2 separate regions of the Rattus norvegicus genome follow, and region 2 is linked to region 1. Evidence: chromatin contacts called from public Hi-C data. All regions are on one chromosome and are shown on one strand. Each heading gives the region's core, a stretch centred on a gene start, on an enhancer-like site or on the middle of the called end of the contact. The rest is flanking DNA. Distances are from core to core; before and after follow the strand shown. Region 1 holds the start of Slc25a12 (solute carrier family 25 member 12). Region 2 holds the start of Dlx2 (distal-less homeobox 2).

Evidence for each region. Hi-C and Micro-C count contacts between places; a contact is called where the count stands out from the background.
Region 2: a contact with region 1 is called in a Hi-C map of Schwann cells, with 3 times the contacts expected there. The contact joins the promoter of Dlx2 here to the promoter of Slc25a12 in region 1. A contact is called at or near these places in 3 of 12 Hi-C or Micro-C datasets (the A7r5 cell line, Schwann cells and mammary epithelial cells).

Annotation. Positions count from the first base shown.
Region 1 is chr3:76,598,151-76,600,966 of GRCr8, reverse strand. It overlaps Slc25a12 (solute carrier family 25 member 12), which reads left to right and starts at 1,431. Exons shown (of 18, transcript NM_001399269.1): 1 at 1,431-1,472; 2 at 2,404-2,457. The coding sequence starts at 1,461.
Region 2 is chr3:76,779,826-76,782,525 of GRCr8, reverse strand. Dlx2 (distal-less homeobox 2) reads left to right here and starts at 1,271. Exons shown (of 3, transcript NM_001191746.2): 1 at 1,271-2,030; 2 at 2,435-2,619. The coding sequence starts at 1,622.

The DNA.
Region 1 (2,816 bases), core at 182-2,681:
TTGCAACAGTTAAGTATGACTGAGTCAAGAAGTTATCTACAATATGTAGGATTGCTACTTAGTTTATAACTTAAATGGTCTGACATAATGGTGGCAAAGAAGGTCCTTGCAATAAATAAACTGCTAATACACACTTCATATGCATATATATGTGTGTGTGTGTGTGTGTGTGTGTGTGTGTGTGTGTGTGTGTATTTACAAATAGGGCCATGTCTAGCACATGGAGGATTTTAGTAAATATTTAGGTGAATATCAATATATGACCTAATAGGATCTTCCCCCCCTTTTTTTTTTTTAACGATTTTAAATTTTATTTACTAGAGTGCACATGCGCACCTGCTTAGCTGAAATGTGGAAAATAGGAGTTGGTTATCTTTCTATCTTTAATGAGTTCTGAGGGTCCTCAGACTGAGCTATTACCTCAGATCCCTGCTCCCTCTTCTTTCCTTCCCTCCCTCCCTCCCTTCCCATTTCTTATTTCTCCTCTTTTCTTTTAGTTTTTCTGTTCTTTGAAGACTCATCTTATGCATCCCAGCCTGGCCTCTAACTCTTATGCAGCCGATGGATGATGACATTCTGCTTGTCCTGCTTCCGTTTCCTAAGTGTAGGGATTATAAACGAACAGTACTATGCCGAAGAGGAGAAGAGGAGTTTATGTGCTACGGGGGATGGAACCCGGGGCTTCCGGCATGTTAGTCAGGCACTCCACCAACTTAAGCTACTTGCCTGGCCCTCACATATCTTAATGGCAGGATTCAGTTTTAGAGACATTATTTTGGCTTAAGGCAGAGCTGGGAATTCAGTGAAGAATTGTTTCCTGTAGAAGAAAGGGCCAGCACAGTAAGTACCAGCTCCAAGATAAATGAAGTTGTTTTCTATACACATTGCACAAAGGATTTGGGTGGCTAAGAAAGTGAATCGAGTCAGGAGCATATTTCTGAAGTTATGTTTACTTAGGTTTTCCCTTTAAAAAGAAACTAACTAGGTAGTTCCTAATCCCTTTTCTTGACAGTATTTGTCACTGGCTGTCATAAACGCATTATTAATGGGACAAGCTTTCATAAGCTTCCAAACCTTGCTCAATACAGGCCTCAAGTGTTTCTTTAAGCCCCAAGAGGGAACCGACTTTGGCTGAAGCCGGTGCCCAAAGCCACACCCACTGCCAGGCCTTGGGACTTGGGGCTGACCCTGAGGAGCCCGGCTGGCGCTGCGCGTCGGAATCCAGTGGCCGGAGCTCAGGTGTCCCCCCGCAAGAGGCGCGACAACCCCGCCGGTCCGCAGATGGACAGACCGAGGCCTCTCGGTGCGCACTGCCGCCGCGCTCTAGTTCATTTGCATATAGACGGGCGCGGCGCTGCGACAGGAGGGAGCGCGGGCGCGGCCCCGGGCCGTGGCGCGCGCGCGCCCTGACAGCTCGGCCCTGCTCGCTCACTCGCTCGTTCCCGGCTTCCGAGCACAGCATGGCGGTCAAGGTGACTCCAACTCTCTGCTGCTGCTTTTATTGCATAAGAGACGTTCTGAGGGCCCCGAGTGCAGCCCCCGCCTCTTTCAGTTGCTTTCTTTGCCTGGTTCTTAGCCAGTGTGTCCCGGGGCTCTAGATTGCGGGTGGAGAGCTGTGCTGGGCTTGGACCGGAGGGAAGAGGATGCCCGGCTGGGGGAGGGGAAGGAGGAGGATCGTGAGTTGGAGGGGTTCCTGAGGACCCTGGTCGGGAGGAGGAAAAGAGTAGGGTTTTGTCCTAGGTACGTGGGATTGTGAGCACAGAGTTGGAGAGCGTTGGAGAGGGACTGAGAGCAAGCGGGCAGAAAAGCCGGGGATACCCAGGGCATCCGAGGTGGGGGAGGGGGTGGGTGTTGTCATTTGGGCCTCAATACAGCCCAGGGCACTGGTTGACATTTGCCTGGCAGGGTGCCGGGTGTCGAAAGTATCCGTATTTGTGGTAGCTCTCTCAAGGTTTAGTTCGAATGGAGAAAGGGTCGCCAAGATGACATGTACGGTTTCTGCTTTCCACAAGAAAGGCTGCTAGGCCCGGCTATTTGACTGTTTTACATCTCCTGTTGCTCCACTCTTGAGGCTCTCTAAATTTGTAGCTTGGTGCTTACTACTGTATTGCCAGTAGATGTGGAATAAAGTCAACGATTATATTGGTTTCCGTTTCCAGCTCACAGGAAATACCATCTGTAAATTGCTCTATCTTGGATTATTCACGCCCCTTTCTCCCACCCCTTAGCCGTAGATCTCCAGTTTGACAGGTGTTATCAGCAATTAAGCTTAGGGGTTGTTTTTAGACTAAATGCCCATATAAAAGATAATCGTGTTGTTAACAGATGTAAACTATAATCTAAAGAGATTGTGTGGTTTCTAGCTAAGCATTAACCAGTCATCCCCCCACCCCTACCCCATAGGTGCACACAACCAAACGAGGTGATCCTCATGAGCTGAGAAACATATTCCTACAGGTAAGTTAAAGAATTTTATATCAAGGAAAGAATGCAAAGAGCATAATTGTTATTCCTCTTCAAGCTCTAACTTTGAGAAATGATCTTCTCACAAACATGAGTGGAGGATCTCCTTTTGTTTTGTTTTTCGAGATAGATTTTCCTTGTGTAACCCTGGCTGTCCTGGAACTTGCTCTGTAGGCTAGTCTGGCCTTGAACTCAGAGATCTACCTGCTTCTGCCTCCCCAGGGCTGTGATAGGTTCTACACTTGGCTGTTTGTACTCTTAGTAACAACCAATCTTCAGATTTTCTTTATATTGGGGATTGACATGAGGTTTTCCTGGAGTTGCTGTTCTTGTTTGCATGACTTAGGATGGCT
Region 2 (2,700 bases), core at 22-2,521, 180 kb before region 1:
CGCTAAATCTTCATTGGGGAGTCCACCACCACGACGAGTCCATTATCTTTCTACTGAAAAATCCCAGTCACCAGAGAGGGGAATTCTTCACTTGGACTTGAGAGAGAGGAGGGAGGGAGAGAGATAGAGATAGAGATAGAGATAGAGATAGAGATAGAGATAGAGATAGAGATAGAGATAGAGATAGAGATAGAGATAGAGATAGAGATAGAGATAGAGATAGAGATAGAGATAGAGATAGATAGAGATAGAGATAGAGATAGAGATAGAGATAGAGAGAAAGAATATATGAATATGAGAATGAATTAAAACAGCGGAGTAAGATCCTAAAACATGAAAATGTAAAATAAAGTACACGAAATAAAATTTTTTATATTATTGGTTATATTATCAAGGAAACATACTGGGATTTAAAAAATCTTGATAAGTCTCTAACATTACTTCAGTATTTTTTTTTTCAATTTCCCTTTTCATAAAAACACCGATTCAAACGACTTTGAAGACTGTCTAGTCTGGCCTACCTTTCCCAAGGAGGAAACCTCAGAATCAGTTCCCAGCCAGAGGTTCAGATGTGCGTCATTAGGCCTTTATGTGTATGAGGAAAAGTGATTTCAAATACATTACTAGTAATAATACCTTTGGGCTTATAGAGCTCTTCTCTCAAGCAACAAGGAAAAACGTTAAATATTATCCAATTAATTGTCGTAATATCTCTGTGGGTAGGTTGGGAAGCACATGTTATTATACGCGGTTTATGGATAATTTAAATCAATTGACCATCAGGTGCAGAGTGGCTGACAAGAGTAAGTGCCAGCCAGGCACCTCTAGGGAAAGTGTCTGGAGAAAAAGGAGACAGAGCTGGCTCGGCCCTCTGCCTGGCTTTATTTGATTAAGGTGACCTCGGACAAGAGATGTAAATCCTTAGACTTGGCTCTTGCTAGCAGAGTGACATGGGAGACCCCACTTCTTTCCCGGAGACCAGACGCCTTCCGTCCTGTTGCGAGCCATCCTGCACCCCATCCAGCTCTAAATCCGGTACCCACTTTCTGCAGTGGTTGTACACACACACACACACACACACACACACACACACACACACCGCGGTCGCCTTGCCCGCCACGTGACACGCGGGTCCCCGGGCCTCCGGGCCGCGGGGTCGCGGACTCTCGGCGCCCCGCGGCCCATTCCTTCTGATTGGCTGTTGCTAGGTGACGTTGCTTGCGGTCACGTGACAAGTGTTAAATGCCCACCCTGCAGGAGCCTGCCCGGCAGACAATCGTAAAGCTGCTCGGGGGTCGCTCACCTGCTCCCGCCTTCTGGAGCCCCTACCGGGCCTGACCGCTCTTGCCCCCTCCGTTGCCCGCCCCCCGCCCGAGCCGGGCCAGGAGCCGAGAGGCCGGGGAAGGATGCAGCCAGCAGCTGCGGTCCCGAGCCACGCACGGTGATCGCCTCCTCCAGGGGAGGAGGCGCCTAGACCGTAGCCTCATTTCTTGTTTTCCTCTCCCTCCCCCCTCCCCGTAATTACATTGGCTGCTGGAAGGGACCTGGAGAAATAGACGGAGGAGGCGCCTTGCAACCCCCTCTCGCCCGCCACCCGTGCTCTTTCCTGTCCCGGGTCAGGATGACTGGAGTCTTTGACAGTCTGGTGGCTGATATGCACTCGACCCAGATCACAGCCTCCAGCACGTACCACCAGCACCAGCAGCCCCCGAGCGGTGCGGGCGCGGGCTCTGGCGGCAGCAGCAACAGCAGCAGCAGCAACAGCAACCTGCACAAGCCCCAGGAGTCGCCAACCCTGCCGGTGTCCACGGCTACCGACAGCAGCTACTACACCAACCAGCAGCACCCGGCGGGTGGCGGCGGCGGGGGGGCCTCGCCCTACGCGCACATGGGCTCCTACCAGTACCACGCCAGCGGCCTCAACAACGTCTCCTACTCCGCCAAAAGCAGCTACGACCTGGGCTACACCGCCGCGTACACTTCCTACGCGCCCTACGGAACCAGTTCGTCCCCAGTCAACAACGAGCCCGGTAAGCATAAACTAGCCTCTAGGGTGACCAAGTCGCCCTGGCCACCGGGAGGGACGGGATAAGCGTGGGGTACGGGAGTCCGGAGCTCTAGTCTTGCACTCTGTCCATCTCTTGTTCCTGAACTCTGCCCAATCTCCAGCTGCGCGCGAATCACAGTTTCTCTGTCTCTCCACGCTCCGGGGGATAGAGCCTGAGGGCTGTTGGGCCAATTGGCGTGTTGTGAGTAGCGCATCGCTTTGCTACCCGCCTCTTCTTTCTCTCTTGCACAAGTCTCCCCGGTCCCTTGCAGGGTTCCGTGGCCCGGCCAGTCTGTGCGTGCTGAAGTTGTGAAGGCCTCCTCCAGGCTCTGGCTCTGAACTTTAAGAGGTTGGACGGTGGGTACTCACCATTCATTTTCGTTGCAGACAAGGAAGACCTTGAGCCTGAAATCCGAATTGTGAACGGGAAGCCAAAGAAAGTCCGGAAACCACGCACCATCTACTCCAGTTTCCAGCTGGCCGCCCTTCAGCGACGCTTCCAGAAGACCCAGTATCTGGCCCTGCCTGAGCGAGCCGAGCTGGCGGCCTCCCTGGGCCTTACCCAAACTCAGGTGAGCAAGGTGGGAGATGGCCTGGTTTAGCTAGGAAGCGGGCACGTTCGGAACAACTTTTCAGAAGTATACTTTCAACTG